5 separate regions of the Mus musculus genome follow, and regions 1, 2, 3 and 4 are each linked to region 5. The links are chromatin contacts, called in public promoter capture Hi-C maps. All regions are on one chromosome and are shown on one strand. The core of a region is the stretch at or near the end of the contact, and the rest is flanking DNA. Distances in the headings are between cores, read along the strand shown.

Region 1 (2,931 bases), core at 388-2,887, 1.1 Mb after region 5:
GTAAAGGGCTAGTCCCTGGGGCCCATGTGGGCAGAGCTGTTCCAAGTACCATCCTGGAAAGAGTGCTCCAGCCAGCAGACTAAGAGTACTCCTAGAGCATTGGCAAAGCTTCCCCGCTCGTAGAGGTGGGGCAGAGAGTTGTTGCCAGGAGAGTTTTTGGAATCATTGGCCTCCTACTGGGGATGGCCAGATGCCATTAAAGATACAAGTTCTCTCATTCCGTTATGTCATTGGGTGACTTACACTGACATGGTCCTGACTTGGCTTAAGGGGGAGAGTGTACCGGACACAAAAATCTTCAGTCTAGGTGAGAGGTAACTTTTTAGGATAAATTAGTATCTATTATGACTTTCAGTTAATTGTGAACCTTACTGACCCATACATTTCCAAAATCCAGCATTGGGTCCTCCAAAACTTAGGCTCATATCCCTAGCATAGTAAATTCAGATGTCAAATGGCATCTGGGAAATCTCTGAGCACACAGGCTGCCAGCCTTCTGTATTCAGTATCTCCCAGCATCCTAGACCCACACTTAACCGAGCAGTCTCATGGTATTACAGCTAAAAAAGACGCCTCATCCAAAACACTCCATTTTCTAGACAAGAAGCCTGTTGGTTCACAGAGGCAGGGGACTTGGTCAAAACCAACGGTGGAAATCTGGGCTGTGCTTTGGTCAGTGCTTGTTCCAGACAATCCCAAGGTTTTATCTGGAGTAGACTGGTTCAGGTTGTACATCCTTGAAGTGCCTCTGGATCTGTCAGTCCAGGTTACCTGACAATAAAACAGAAAAGATTCAAGAAAAGGAGAACCCAAGCCAGTGTACGTACACACACACAAGAGGAGGTTGTTAATTGATAGGATGTATGTATGTATGTATGTATGTATGTATGTATGTATGTATGTATGTATTTTTGAGTCACTGGAGAGTGTGGTTAGAAAGGGAACTGTCCAGTTGATCAGACAAACTCCTCTAGCACCGCCTCTGCTACCAGCAATTGAATAGAAATGGGGAGGGGGAGGTCCTTGTACATAAACAGTCTGGACTGTTTTTGGAGGAGACAGATGACAGGGGCCCAGTTGTCACTGACTCTGACTATTGAGTACAGAAACCACACCTTGTTATCTCTGAGTCCTCTCACATAGCAAGGTGAACCTGGAGTCCAAGCTGTGGGTTTAGGAGAGGGTTTTTAATTCCAGGGAGCAGTGTGGAAGGGGAGGGAGCTGTTTTTAACGCAGCAAGAACTGCTGGGACTCCTGGGTTCTCTCATCCTAGCTTGGGTGCAAAGGAAGGGGCTACCTCATTCATCACCTGTCTATTTCCTCCACTTACTCCCCTAACCACTGCTAGTGTCTTTAATTCCTGGCATCTTTTGCTAGGGAGGAAGGGGCTGAGAAAGACTGTCATTTCCAGCTGTCACCCTGACAGTCCCCTCCAGTTCCTTCATCTTTTCTTCCTGTGTCCTAAGTCCCCCCCCCCCCCCCCCCGCCCCATCATCTTTTCTTTCGCCACCCCCACCCCCCACAATGGTCTCTCCCGCTGCTCACTGGCGCGGGGGAGGGAGGGTCGGAGGCGGGGCCGGAGCGCGTGCGGGGGGCAGGTCTGCAGTGCCGCTTCCCCTGGTACCGGGAGGAGCAGTCGCCGCTGCCGCCTCAGCCCTGTGGCTGGACCCCCTCCCTCACCCGGGGACTCCCTGACCCGGGGAACCAAGCTCAGGTGAGACCCCTCTCCTCTCACCTCTACCCCGCCCCGGGCAGAAGCATCCTCGTCTAGCCTTGCAGCCATTTTATCTCTGATGCTTTGCTTATGGGGAGGGTGACTGTCCCCGCTGTAGGGGTGAGGGTGGTGGTGGGGGTGATGGTGGTTTGGGGAATGGGCCATTTATTTCAATTGCTTTGAGAATATACTTGAATAAATAAATATATATGTGCAATACACATATATGTATTTGTATGTATATACACACATACATACATATGCGAGGATTTTTTTTCTACCTTAGCTTAAAGTCCCCATTACATAAACCTGGTGAGGGGCTGTTAGGTAAGCTGAGGTTCCCTCAAACTCCATCCTCTCCTCACCTTGATGTACGTCCCTCCCCAACCCCCCTCTCCCCCCCCCCCACCCATGGTAAATGACCTTGGCTGGGGCCATAGAATGAGTACAGCCGCTCTTGCCTGGACTTGGGTGGGTTAGGGGGTAGAGGAATCGGCTTGGTGAAGGATAGAAGGAATGAAACACTGGGCAGACAGACATGGGAAGCAACCAGGTGTTGGGGCTTGGCACTAGAGGCGCTTACTGAGGGGGTCAGGAGAGGGGCGCAGAAGGATGGTGGGAACCTGTCCAGCAGCAGGACCAGGGGTGGGAGCAGCCATGTAATCAGTTCCAGGGCCTCATGCCTGGTACCAGAGCTGAGGCTAGGTGGGGGTTGGGGGTCTCCGCAATCCTGGCAGAGGCGGTCCCTAAGCCTATGCATGTGAAACATTTTCTCTACATCCCTGGCCTCTCCGTGAGCATTTCTCCGTGAGCATTTCTCCGTGTACATTCTCAGCTGACACCTCCCCACCCCCCCAAACTGGATGCTCCCATCTTCCAAACCCAGGGGTAGATTGTAGGGGTGAGGCTCAGTCTTGTCAGTCTTGCGGAGGGGTAAGAGGGTCAGTTATCAAGCTGTGATGTGGGGGTGGGGGGCACTCTGGAATCTTCTCTGCCCCTTGTCCTTTTCAGTGGGAATCTTCTGATCAATGACTGCTTCTTCATGACCTTGTCACTTCTTAATGACCTGGCATGGGATGGGATGGAAACCTGGGTGGCCTCCAAAGCAGGGGCTTTGATTAGGGGGCCCGTCTGGACCTGAGCAGTTTACTTGAAAGGTTTGCTTACGAAGCCCTTTCCACATGCCCTTTCCACCTTCTGCAGAAAATTATGGACAT
Region 2 (2,906 bases), core at 39-2,538, 1.5 Mb after region 5:
CAGATATTTAAAAGGAGGGGGGTGGGTTACTTTTTGGTAGGGGAAGCTTAAGTTATGGATAGCAAAGTGCTAATTGTATTCTTTTTTTCTGAAACCTCATGTAGCATTTTTCTTCCCTTCCACCCTCCATACTTTCCCAGGCTTCATTTCATGCCCGGCGTCTCTTCGCTCACACCGCTGCAGGCTGTTTGAGGCTTCTCCCCTGGGTCTGCCTCAGCAGACTGCCTCCACACTTTCCAGTTTCTGCGTACACGTTGATATTAGAGTTTCCTTCCGCACTTGGCTCTTGCTCTTTCTCTGACTACCCAGGCTGATGCCATGTCTGGCCTCTTCCTGTAAATACTGTACAATGATTCTATGTAAATAACTGGTCCTTGCCCACAGAGCAAGCAAGCCTTCTAGGCTAACAAATTAAAGATCAGTTTGCTCACTGACTTTTTTATTCAATTCAAGATGGCGGGGGTGGGGTGGGGGGACGGATTGCCTGTTTTCACTGTGGTACCTAGGCAGGGCTGAAGCTCTGAGCTCCCCTGCTTTAGGCTTCTGAGTAGCCTACAGTGAGTGTTACTGTGTCCAGCTGCTCGTTGACATCTGGTCTCTCATGGTCTGGTCATTGTAAGCCTTAGCTCTCTGACTGTGGATGGCTTTCCTTGGCGTTAGCAGCTAACATGGTTACAGGATTTCACTGAAAATTTAAATGTTGGGGGAAAGGTGCGGACACACCATAATGGTCCCAATTCAAAACAATCCGTGAACAGCCTCAAGTTAGGGGTGAGATGTTTTCAACCAAAGTAATTATCTTGACACCACAAAGCACACCTGTCTACAGGCAGTGACTCCCCAAAAGCTATTAGACACACACAAGCATGACCATAACTCAGTGGATTGGCAAGGTCACACAGTAGGACTGCCCTTCACACAGTAGGTAGGAAAATGCTGCTGTCACTGCTGTCAGCTGTTATTTTGCATATCCCATGTTAAGATTAATAAGGCAAAAAATATTGTCTCTAAGTCCTACTTTCTGTTCCAAACTGGAGGAAATTATTGAATAAATAAACCGTGCATAAAAGTAGCCTCAGAAAGGGTCAAAATTTGTGTTTTCTTTGAATATTAGCTGAGGCCTCCAGGGGGCAGCACCAAGGTAGAGAGCTGGACTAAGGCTGCTCTGTGTTCCTGTCCTGGGCTCCCCACAGCTCCCTTCCACCACCACTCCCATTCCATCCAACTTTATTTTTAGCTGCCAGTGGGAGGGGGCAGGATAGGAGGGAAAGTAACGAAAACAGCCAAGGAGAGGGACAGAGCGACTCAGAGCCTCTCGGACTGGACCGGACAAGCGCCCATGGAGTCTCTCTCCATCCCTCACCTGCTCCTGCCCCTGGCGTTGCTGACAGGTGAGGGAAGCAAACTTGGTTTCTGCTGGGAATGGAAGTTATGTGGATTGTTTATAATTGGGACCATTATGGCTAAAATTCTTCGGGCGCTCAGGTCGGAGGTTAATACCGATGCTATATTTCCTGTGTGCACTCATGTTCTTAGACACCCAAATGGCAGTGGCCAAAACTTCCTCTGGCTTGTACCTCATTATCTAAACCTTTGTACCTAATTATCTAAAACCTTTGTCCTAAACTCCACAGACATGAGGGCACAGAAAAGAGACGTGTCTCTCATCTTCCATTCGGTTACACTGATTCCTACCTTCCCTGCTTCTCCCTGCCATTGGTGCTCCTTGGTGCCTGAGGCATAATTGCCTTACTATGTGGTCAGAACTCTGGGTTCGCCTAACGACCGAGCTACAGTTTCTGGTCTCATAGCCCTGCCAATTTCCTGGATTAAAAAAAAAAGGCTCACATATAAAATACCTTTTCTGAAAATGAGCACAGTGTGAGTTGAAGTTAGATTTTGGGGGATGGAGGGTTGCTTGGATGCAAAGAGCAAGACAGTAGAGAAGAGAATCATGGGAGGGATAAGAGGCTTGGAATTTTTCCCTGCTAGTGCCCTATAATCTTTGTTTCCTAAAATAACAGCTCTGATTTTATGGGAATTGGGGTCAGGAGAAAGGAATCAGTAGGGCACAGATGGGGACCCCAAGCGTGGACTAAAGTTTGAGGAAACTATGGGAGTAGGCAAGGGGTGTTTGTAAGGTGGATGAGATGAGGAGATTGTGGTGGGGGGGAGTCTTGGGGGTGATAGGACCCTTAACAGGGATAGATGGCAAACTGTGTGTGGGCAGGCCGGTGGTTCCACCCACTTAATTAGCGTTGAGGTTGGCAGGGCTGGAAGGAGCCAGCACTCTCAACCTTGGAGAAAGTGCAAGTGTGACAAGAAGAAACAGAAAGAGGAGACACCCGGGCAGGGAGCTCCTTGCCATCGTTTCTTCCCATGGCCCTGGCTTTGGGAAGAATTAGGAAAGGGTGGTGACTCTGCATCCTCAGAAAAGCCCTCTCTCCCTCTTTGGACTCTCGAGGCTTAGAGAGGAGAATGTGTAGGAGGAATGATGTGGAAAGAGTAACTTGACCTATCCAGATGTGTCTGTGAATGAGATTTCAGGAATGAGAATGGAAATACAGCTGTGCTTCAGCATGGCCGAGGGCCTTAGGATCCCTCACCCCCACCCCACAGGAAGAGAATCATCCAATCATCCCACCTGGGGTTCTGAGGACATGACATTGACACAGAGCAGGAGAGCTGAGATAGAAACACTCCCTCCTGTCTTGTCTCCCACTAAGCCTCACCAGTCCTTCATTAACTGATTGGTGGATGCTAATTATGATCCTCACCCCTCAGGTCTCTGCTCCTCCTTTAATCTGGATGAACACCACCCACGACTCTTCACAGGGCCACCAGAGGCCGAATTTGGATACAGTGTCTTACAGCATGTTGGGGGTGGACAGCGATGGTGAGAGGGA
Region 3 (3,073 bases), core at 296-2,795, 1.5 Mb after region 5:
TTCCCTCCCTGTGCCCCCCACACACACATATACCACTCCAGATTGTCTTGTTTACCCCAGGGGTAGGTCATGGGCTCAAAGTTGCTCTTCTGTGTGTCTGAGCTTATGAACAACCCCCCACAGGTAGAAGTGGGGAGCAAGCCTAAGTCAGTCCTCTTACCACTTGTCAAATAAATGTGTTCAGAAGTCTGTTTTGTCACTGCTGCCTGAAAGTGTGGGTTGGGGGGGGGGGTGAAGAGAGAGGGCATGGGAGGGTGAGACTTACAGTCACAACTACTCAGGGAGCCAATCTAGAGGCTGCAGCTACTTTCTTTCCAGGAGACCAACTGACCAGTAGTGGTTGTAGAAGAAAAGGCAAATGGGCCCTGTGTTCTGAGGTTTTAAGGCATTTGGTGGGCCTCCCCCCAGCCTCCCCATGCCTGACTTTTAATGATTTAAGATTCTTACTGCCCCTCTTCTCCATAAGCAGATGCTACTTCCTACATCTTGACCACACAGGTTTTGTTGTTGTTTTAAATACAGGGTTTAATTTCATTTCACCAGGTGTGCCTTTATTCATTTTCTTCTAACCTCCATAGTCCCAGGTCTCTTAGCCAACCCTAGGAGAGGGGGTGGGGCTAGTAACTTCACCTAAGGGGAAAAGGAATGGTCAGTCAACAAAAGGGTGTCGCAGCTTGTGTGCATGGATGTCTGCTGGGAACAACTGTTGGAACCCAGACTTACCTGGATCAAGCACCCTTTCCATCTATGTCCTGAATTTCTCTGTTTGATAGGTTTCTGAGTGTATTCTAGCTCACTCTTTCTGTACAGTGATAAACACATTCTACGTTCTCTGACTCCCTTAGTGAGTAGCTGAAGTCAGAAAACCATTCCTGAATGTAAATAGTGAAAAAAGGAAAATATTTGGATTAAAACACTTAATGTCTGAATCTCCCTTGCCATCCAGCCATTTCATGTATCTAATCTTCCTGAGCATCACTTTTCTTGTTTGTAAAATAAAACCTGGTTTGTACTTGGCAGCTATTAAATAAGGCAGTGCACTCAAGTATATGACATAGCATATTCTCACTAAAGTCAGCACTATACTCAGTTTTCACTCCACCACCAATTGTGTATGAACTTAAAGATGAGTCACATCACTTCTCTGAACCGCATCTACATCTAGAAAGTAAAGTGATCAGACAAATGGTCCTTAAGAAACCTCTCCAGCTACAGTTCTATCCAGCCTTGCATCCAGGCCTATTTTCCCTTCAAGCCCCGCCCCAGGGGTCTGGCCGGATTTCTATCGCTTACCACAGGATTCCCAAAGATGCTCCGAAGCTCTCTCTCTTAGACGATTTAGCCTTTTCTTTATTCAATTGGTTCCCGTGCCTCCGCCTTCCTCAATCATTTGCCTAAGGTGGCTCAGGAGCCCACCCCTTTCCTCCCTCTCCACCAGTGATTGGCATGGCATCTGGTTCGTCCCGCCCGCTCTTGACTGACAGCTGGATCCCGGCACCGCCCTCAATCCCCTGGCTCTTGCTCACTGGGGTAGCTGGGACCGTTAGCTCGCCAGGCTGGCAGGCTCCGGGGCCCAGCTCCGCCGGCCACCGGGATGGAGACGATGCGAGCACAGCGGCTGCAGCCCGGTGTAGGCGTCGGTGGGAGAGGCACTTTGCGAGCGCTGCGGCCAGGGGTGACCGGGGCCCCGACTAGCGCCGCCACACCCCCCGTGGGCCCGCCGCCCGCCCCGCCGCCCCCCGCCCCGCCCCCGCCTCCGCTGCTTCTGGCTGGGGCCCCCGGGCTGCCCCTGCCCCCCGGCGCCGCGGGTAGCCCTGCGGTGCTGCGCGAGGCTGTGGAGGCGGTGGTGAGGAGCTTCGCCAAGCACACGCAGGGCTACGGTCGAGGTAAGTGTCGGGAACTGGCCTCCTGCGGGACACCCTCTAGTCAAGAGCCTGGCTCCCACAGCTCCCACTGTCCTCACAGTGGCTCCGCTTGGCGTCCAGCCTTCGCATGCATTTCCTTTTGGGGAGTTTCCTTCTGGACACACACACAAGCGCGCACGCGCGCGTGTACACACACACACACACACACACACACACACACACACACGAGTTATTAATGCATTCTTCAGGGACTCCTGTTTTCAGATGCAATTCTCTTTTCTTCCCAACTTTTTCTCTGTCAGCAGGCTTAAGATTTTAATGTCCTTCTCCCTTTAAGAACCCGCCCCTATTGTGTGGGATCCTCTCCTTTATCTCAGACCCAGGGCATTTCTCATCCTTACCCTTCTCTGTCTTCTCTCTCTGATCTCAGCAATTCCTGTACTCCCATCTCCTGAGCCCTTGTACTTCATCTTCTGAATCTCGACTTTTTAGTTCTTCACATACTTAACTTACCCACCCCACCTCCCACCATGAAATTTCCACCATGACTTCAGATCTGCTGGAGAATTATTAGGTAGTGCTTTCAAAAGTCACTCACAATAATTGTTCCTTTGAATCTGAACCCACACCATTGAGGCCGTGCCAGCTTCCTGTGACTTGGTGCCTCGCTTTAGTGTCTTAGTTTGGAGCCTCACAACTCGGGCCTCTGTCTGTCTGGCGCTGTATTCCTGGCCCTTGCCCAGGAACTGAGGATAAATCTCAGGCCCTGGCTCACTCAATGCTAAATTCTGTGGAAACAAGCCAGGCAACAACCTTATTTTGCTTAGAAATTGCCGGCTTAAAGATGCCTAATTTCTGGGAAGAGGGATGTGAGAATTTTCTTTGTTGTTTTTGTTTAGGCAACGTTAACCAATTTCCTGTCAGAATCCTGGTTCCAAATTCATAGTTTAAACGACAAGGAACACACAGTGAAGGGTGTATGACTCAGACTTTAAGTCTGGAATTTCCAACACATCCCTTCTGTTTCCTTGATCAGGTCCTCCTGGGTCTAAAAGTGACTGCCTCCTTGCTGTTTTCTAGGAGAAAAGTTGCACAGCTCACCCCACCCTCTTTCTTTCTTTCCAGACTGTTGGTTGACCTCCTTCCGCCCCACTCTTTGCTTCCTTTTGGAAGCTTCAGTGAAAAGAGCAGACAGGCTTCGGAGGCCT
Region 4 (3,308 bases), core at 587-3,086, 1.6 Mb after region 5:
CAAACAGCAAGCAACAACTCCCTTCCCCAATCCCCAGTGTTAGGAGAGGGTGGTTATTTCCCTAGGAACAAAACCAGGAAGTAGTCAAGTATAATTAACAGGCACTAGAAATATTGTTAGCACTTTATGGCCTGCAGCTTAGGTTGGGGCTCATGGAAAGGATTACACTGAAGGCTTAAACTAAATGAGATTATTCCTAGTATTTACTAGAGCTTTTTATTATTTTGCATGTTTGTTGTACAACTTGCCTCTGATGCCAGACTGAGCTTTCGAATGGTTTTAAGCCCTCAGCACCTAGCAATCCCTGATTGCCACTTTAATATTTACCTCCCCCCTTTACAAATATTTACTGGACAAATGACATTATCCCTGAGGCCCCAAACAACTATAAAATGTGGAGTTTTTACGATAACTAGTATAAGGAACAGTGCCTTAAAGTAGCTATCTTTATAGATATAGAAATGAACTACTCAGCCAGGCAGTGGTGGCTCATGCCTTTAATCCCAGCACTCGGGAGGCAGAGATAGGTGGATTTCTGAGTTCGAGACCAGCCTGGTCTACAGAGTGAGTTCCAGGACAGCCAGGGCTACACAGAGAAACCCTGTCTCGAAAAACAAACAAACAAACAAACAAACAAAGAAATGAACTACTCAAATCGTCAGGTTAAGTGACCAACTTGGTTGAAACAGGGCCCTTTGGAGGGTCCAAAGCTTTGGAGGAGGAAGTAGGCACTTTAAAGAGGGGCAGAAGTGTGTCTTCTGTACCTGTATCTCCTTGTGTTCACCAACTGTGGGATCCCTAGTTACTGAAAGCATATTTGGAGGTTGGGAGATAGAGGGTTATCTGTAGGGATTGGGCTGCTTATTTTCCATTTGTAGCCCAGGTTTTCCCCCAGATAGATGGAGATCTCATCCTATAACCTTTCTAAACAACCAGAGTCCCAATGCACATAGTCCCAGTCCAGCCCAGTCCAGGCTCTACACTCCCTCCCGCAAGGGATCAAAGGACTACTCAAACTTTGAATGCCCAGAATCTCTTCTCTCCTCAGCGCTCAGAGGAGTTAATAACTCCCGCCCGGCTCCTGGGCTCCGCCCCTCTCCCCTCTCCGAGGTCCTGGCGGGCTTACCCTGGAGGGGGCGGCCCCAGCAGCAACGCTTGGCCGGGCGGAGCTCAGGCCCGGGCGGTGCTGCGGCTGCAGCGTCCAGCTGCCCGACTGAACTCCAGCCGTGCAGCAGACTGCCGGAGCTGCGCGAGCCCTTTCTGCACCGGGGCTCACCCCCGCAACTCTGCGGGTAAGTCCTGCTTTCCGCACCCAACTTTGTTGCCTGTCAAGCCTTGAGTCGTATGGCGCTAGCAGGACCTAAGCTTGTAATTGCTGTGTTCGGGGGAGGTGAAGAATTCGGAACAGCCGTCTCCAACAGTTCGCAAGTCCCCAACTTCCCCCAAAAAGGACAGGAGAGCATCACTTTCAGAGTTGGCGGGACTCTGGGATTTCGCTAACTAAACTTGCGGCGGAGATCTCCGGGGGACAGGGGCTCCAACTTCGCCGCCCCTCCCCCATCCCTCGGAGCTCCGGCAGTTCCGGATACTTTCCCTCCATCTTTCAAGTATCCTTGGCTGCCTAAAAGCCCATCCCTTCGGGTCCGCCTTCTCGTCGTTACCCGCAGGGCCCCGAGATCCCCGGGCTGCACACTCCCTGCGGGGCCACCGTGTCTCCCGCCGCCGGGAGACTTGCCCCGGCCATCCGGCTGCAGGAGAAGGGGCGAGGCCGGCGGCGGTCCGGAGCCCGGCGGGCGGGGCCGGGAAGGGGAGGTGTAGGGGGCCGGACGGGGCGGAGCAGGCGGCCTTTGCGGCCGGCGCTGGGGCGGAGAGTTTGCGCCGGTCCCTGGGCCTGAGCTCCGGCTCGGGCTGGGGCGCCTGCGATGTCTCAAGATGGCGGAGCTGGGCGAGTTAAAGGTACCGGCCCCCTCCCCCAGCCCCAGCAGGACTCGCTCGGCTGCCCGCTGAGGCGGGGAGGCGACCAGGCTGGGCGCAGCGGGATGGGGTGGGTGCGGGCGACGTGGCAGGGACTGGCTACAGGGATGCGCGGGCAGCGGCCGCGAAAAGGGGCTGCGGTGGCGCCCCGGGGGCGGGGCCGCAGGGCAGATGCAGGGGTGGGGCGGAGGGGGGAATTGTCGCCCCGGAGGGCCGAGGCACAAGGGGCGGGGACGCGGGGCCGTAGCCGCTTTTAGTAGTAGGTAGTTGCAGGGTACAGGCGGGCGAGGGAAAGCTCCTCTAGAGGCGTAGGGGTGAGTCCATCAGGCCAAGAGGTGTGACAGTGAGGGGGAGCCGTAGGGATGGGACCCGAGGACCAGATGTTATCAAGCTCCCGGGGACCTGAAGCTTAGGCTTGGGGCTGCTGTGGGCATCCGAGCCTTGGGCAGTACCGATAGGGGGGCTGAGACGTAAGGGGGCGGGGCTGTACAGGAGCGTACCTTAAGAGATGAGGCAGGAGCATCCTGGAGGCTTAGAGTAAGGAACTGTCCTAATGAGGTCCTGTGGTTGGAGAGGTAGAGAAGTGTGAACCACTGGATAGAAAAAAAGTTATTGAGCCAGTGGAGAAATAAAAACAAGTAGGAGGAGCCAAGGATGGAAAGGTAGAGAGAAGGACAAGGTTTTCATCACATTCCTGAAAAGGAGACCAGGAGGAAAAGAACTTGGGAGAGCTAATGGTCCACCCGTGACTAGGTCTTCTAGACATTCACAGAAGGGAGCCCTAGAAGGAGAGAGATCTTGCCCCACCACAACACAGTCTCCAAGGAACCACACCAGAAGATATCCTACAGAACCTTAGACCTTCATTCCCCCATCTTCTGGCTTCGCCCCATCCTTGTCCCGAGTAAGCCTGAGTTCTAGCCATTGGGCCATCCACGTTTAAGAGCTGACTTCTGTGCTTTGGTTCACAGACCCCATTCTCATTCTCTTGGGGTCTCTGTTGAGAAGTTTGCCTTGGTTCCCACCCTGGTGGCTATCTATGAATATACCATGTATGAGAGAAAGAAGGAAGATGGTAGTTCTGGACTGTTTGGTTTCAGACCCCAGGACAAGGGGGCTGAGGTGCATATTTTACATCTCAAAGCAGCCCTGGCCTCCAGGTTCTCCCAGCATCCCTCAGTCCCTACCTGGCATTCTAAGGCCTCAACCCTAAACTTTCCAGCCCAGGGGCTGGGCTGCCCTTCCCCCAAGGTTCTTCCCTATATAATCCAGACATTTTGTGCGTTCCCCCCCCCTTTCCTCCACCCTATGGCGATTCCCTTAGGACAGCTTCC
Region 5 (3,166 bases), core at 329-2,828:
TTTGTCTGATGTGTAAGGTTGGGGCAGAGGCAGGGGGATTTCTGAGTTCGAGGCCAACCTGGTCTACAGAGTGAGTTCCAGGACAGCCAGGGCTAAACAGACAAATCCTGTCTTGGAAAAAAAAAAAAACAAATAAATAAATAAATAAACCACAAGTTCTTGCTAATTTATCCAGACTAATTTCAGACTCCTGGGCTCAAGCAAGCCTCCCATGTCAACCTTCCAAGCGCTGGGCCTAGAGGGGTAAATCACTGTTCCTGCTCTGTCCTTTTAAGTAGCATGTATTTACTAAGTAGTGGGTGTCATAAAGATGCCTGCACTCATGTCTATCATTTTTATTACACTTACCTGGGTTATCCATATTTAACTCTCTTAGTCTGTCTTAGTCAGGGTTCCTATTCCTGCACAAACATCATGACCAATAAGCAAGTTGAGGAGGAAAAGGTTTATTCAGCTTATACTTTCCACATTGCTGTTAATCACCAAAGGAAGTCAAGCAGGTCAGGGAGCAGGAGCTGATGCAGAGGCCATGGAGGGATGTTACTGGCTTGCTCAGTTTGCTCTCTTACAGAACCCAAGACTACCAGCCCAGAGATGGTCCCACCCACAAGGGGCCTTTCCCCCTTGTTCACTAATTGAGAAAATGCCTTACAGCTGGATCTCATGGAGGCATTTCTTCAACTGAAGCTCCTTTCTCCATGATAACTCCAGCCTGTGTCAAATTGACACATAAAACCAGCCAGTACATAGTCTCTTAAATACCAGAACAAAATCCTTACACTGAGTGTGTGTGTCTCTGTATGTGTCTATGTATACAACCACGTGTCGGGTGGTGCACCTATGCAGAGGCCAGGCAGGGTCATCTGTAATTCCACCTATCCTTTGAGACAGGCTCTCTTTCTGAACCTGGGCTCCTGTTCTCTAGGCTATCAGGAGCCAGCAAGCCCCCAATGTTCCTGTGTCTGCCACCCTGTTATGCTGTTATGTAGGTGCGGGGACCTCACAATTGTGCAGCAGTCTTAACCACCTGAGACCTCTCTCTCTCTCGTTTTTTCAGGACATGGTTTCTCTAGCCCTGGCTGTCCTGGAACTTGTTCTGTAGACCAGGTTGGACCTTGAACTCAGAAATCTGCCTGTCTCTGCCTCCCAAGTGCTACGATTAAAGGCATGTGCCCCCTCTCCCTTTTAAAAAAGTTAAAAAGGAAAAAAAAATTACTACAAGGCTTTGAGCTCACCATGAAGTTCATGCTGCTCTCCGTCTTGTAGCAGTCCTATCTTAGTGTCCCCTGTCAAGGGAATTCAGGTGTGAGGCACAATGGCTGTTACATTGATACATCATCTTCTATTCAGTGCTTTGAGCAGAACTGGTACCCTACCGTAGGAGTCATCTGATTCTCCACTGGAGGACTCTGCTTGCAGGGAAAGAGGACATGTCATGGCTGATACTGGCCACTAGAGGCTCTCAGGGCTGGGCAAGGTATGGGGTCTGTGTATATGTGATCTCCCACCACTCCCCACCTGGCCAGAGCTAAAATAATAAAATGCTGAGCTCACTGTTCCCCCACGCTCTCCCCCGGCACCAGACTCCTCCTGCTGACCGGACAGTGTCCCAGTAGAACAGACGGACCAACTGACAAGGGGAGGTGAGAGGTGACCATTGGGACTGGTAGGTGGGAACAAGGGGTCTTACGGGTGAGAGCCTGGTGGGAGATGGCAGAGTGGGCCTAGGGGAAGAGAGTTGGCATGTCTCTGCTGTGTCCTGCCGCCGATGTTTCTGTCTTGACTCTGTAGCTGCCTTGTCAGTGCCTCACGCTCAGTATCACCTTCCATGTTGAGTGTGGTATGTATTTAGAGCTTGACTGTTTTTCCCACTGAAAGGTGGTGCAAGTTTATCATCCCACCTCCTCATTTAGAAGACTTTTTTTTCTTCTTCTTCTTCTTTTACCCAGGGTTCCAGTGTCACCTTTCTGGTGACAGATTATGGGAACCGAATGCCTTCTGAGGCCACACTGCCCTTCCCCCAATCTGGAAGTGCCCCAGCTTCTAAGCCTTACTTTCCCTTCTGATTTAGACTTTTAGCAAACACAGAAAGTGAGGTCTTGGTCCTTGACAATGAAGGAGGGAGTGAGGGTGTCATTAGAGGCAACCACTCTAACCCAGTCAAGCCTCCTTGCTTACCAGTTTCCAACAGGCCTGGGTAATGGGGAAGAAAGGAGGAATTTTCCTGGAGCTCTCTGCCTCCCCCTCCCACCTTTCAATAGGAACTGGGCGTGGAGCCAGCTGTGCTGGCAGGGCCTCCAGCAGCTGTGTCAGGGCAAGAGACGTTGCCGGGTAAGGTTGTAGGGGAGGGTGCTACCAGGATTTCTCCATCGCACGGTGGGTGGATAGACCCAGCCTGGAGACTAGAATCCCCATCTAGAATGGCTAGAAAGTGCAGGGACTAGGAGGGAAACTAACAGTGAACTATCTGATTTTCCCATCCCTGGCAGACTCTAGTCTCTAAGGTCAGTGTCCTAACTATGGCTGGACTTCTTGTGCCCTCAGTGTCCACATCCAACAACTTTTCTCATGTCCCCCAGGCTGTGAGTGTCACACCGTGGGGAAGGGGTAGGGGCCACCATGTCATCCTATCAGAAGGAACTGGAGAAATACAGAGACATCGACGAAGATGAGATCCTAAGGACCCTGAGCCCTGAAGAGCTAGAACAGCTGGACTGTGAGCTACAAGAAATGGATCCTGAGGTAGGAGCACAGGCCAGGGCATCCCTTTGTATGTGGGAAGGAGTGATTCTAGGTAGCTGAGAACAAGACATGAAATCCCAAAAGGACCAGGGAATATCTGTCTGGAGAGTGCTTAATTTGTTCCCCAAAATTCATCCCTAAGAACATGCTCTTGCCAGCTGGCCTGAGACAACGTGACCAGACAAAGAAGAGTCCAACAGGGCCACTGGACAGAGATGCCCTATTGCAGTACCTGGAGCAACAGGCGCTAGAAGTCAAAGAGCGTGATGACTTGGTGCCCTACACTGGCGAGAAGAAGGGTATGGGCACCCTAACATCTATGCCTCCCAGGAGCCAAATGGCTGTCTCTTGTGCCTCCCTGCTAGCTATTCTCCCTGTCTCCAGTAGCGATCTGTCAGAGACTCAGTCTTGATGACTACATGCT

What was found. Promoter capture Hi-C pulls out the DNA fragments that hold promoters and counts their contacts.
Region 1: a promoter capture Hi-C map of hippocampal neurons shows a contact between it and region 5, with 5 times the contacts expected there. The contact joins the promoter of Sv2a here to the promoter of Tmod4 in region 5. A contact is called at or near these places in 5 of 39 promoter capture datasets (the C10 cell line, erythroid cells, hippocampal neurons and 2 more), 1 of 115 datasets of contacts at active chromatin or transcription factors (astrocytes) and 2 of 9 other capture datasets (adipose tissue and liver).
Region 2: a contact with region 5 is called in a promoter capture Hi-C map of erythroid cells, with 2.2 times the contacts expected there. The contact joins the promoter of Itga10 here to the promoter of Tmod4 in region 5. A contact is called at or near these places in 3 of 39 promoter capture datasets (erythroid cells, hippocampal neurons and pre-B cells) and 1 of 9 other capture datasets (liver).
Region 3: a promoter capture Hi-C map of neural stem cells shows a contact between it and region 5. The contact joins the promoter of Lix1l here to the promoter of Tmod4 in region 5. A contact is called at or near these places in 2 of 39 promoter capture datasets (liver and neural stem cells) and 1 of 484 Hi-C or Micro-C datasets (B cells).
Region 4: a promoter capture Hi-C map of liver shows a contact between it and region 5, with 5 times the contacts expected there. The contact joins the promoter of Pias3 here to the promoter of Tmod4 in region 5. A contact is called at or near these places in 2 of 39 promoter capture datasets (liver and pre-B cells) and 1 of 9 other capture datasets (liver).

Annotation. Positions count from the first base shown.
Region 1 is chr3:96,179,590-96,182,520 of GRCm38.p6, forward strand. Sv2a (synaptic vesicle glycoprotein 2 a) reads left to right here and starts at 1,638. Exons shown (of 13, transcript NM_022030.3): 1 at 1,638-1,714.
Region 2 is chr3:96,644,296-96,647,201 of GRCm38.p6, forward strand. Itga10 (integrin, alpha 10) reads left to right here and starts at 1,289. Exons shown (of 30, transcript NM_001302471.1): 1 at 1,289-1,391; 2 at 2,785-2,896. The coding sequence starts at 1,340. It overlaps Pex11b (peroxisomal biogenesis factor 11 beta), which reads left to right. Exons shown (of 4, transcript NM_011069.3): 4 at 1-1,086.
Region 3 is chr3:96,599,588-96,602,660 of GRCm38.p6, forward strand. It overlaps Lix1l (Lix1-like), which reads left to right and starts at 1,546. Exons shown (of 6, transcript NM_001163170.1): 1 at 1,546-1,886. The coding sequence starts at 1,595. Gm52628 (a long non-coding RNA gene) reads right to left here and starts at 1,512. Exons shown (of 2, transcript XR_003954672.1): 1 at 724-1,512; 2 at 1-630. It overlaps Ankrd34a (ankyrin repeat domain 34A), which reads left to right. Exons shown (of 2, transcript NM_001024851.3): 2 at 1-191.
Region 4 is chr3:96,695,240-96,698,547 of GRCm38.p6, forward strand. It overlaps Pias3 (protein inhibitor of activated STAT 3), which reads left to right and starts at 1,837. Exons shown (of 14, transcript NM_001165949.1): 1 at 1,837-1,956. The coding sequence starts at 1,933.
Region 5 is chr3:95,122,936-95,126,101 of GRCm38.p6, forward strand. Tmod4 (tropomodulin 4) reads left to right here and starts at 1,579. Exons shown (of 10, transcript NM_016712.4): 1 at 1,579-1,643; 2 at 2,580-2,742; 3 at 2,885-3,041. The coding sequence starts at 2,620. Vps72 (vacuolar protein sorting 72) reads left to right here. Exons shown (of 6, transcript NM_009336.2): 6 at 1-116.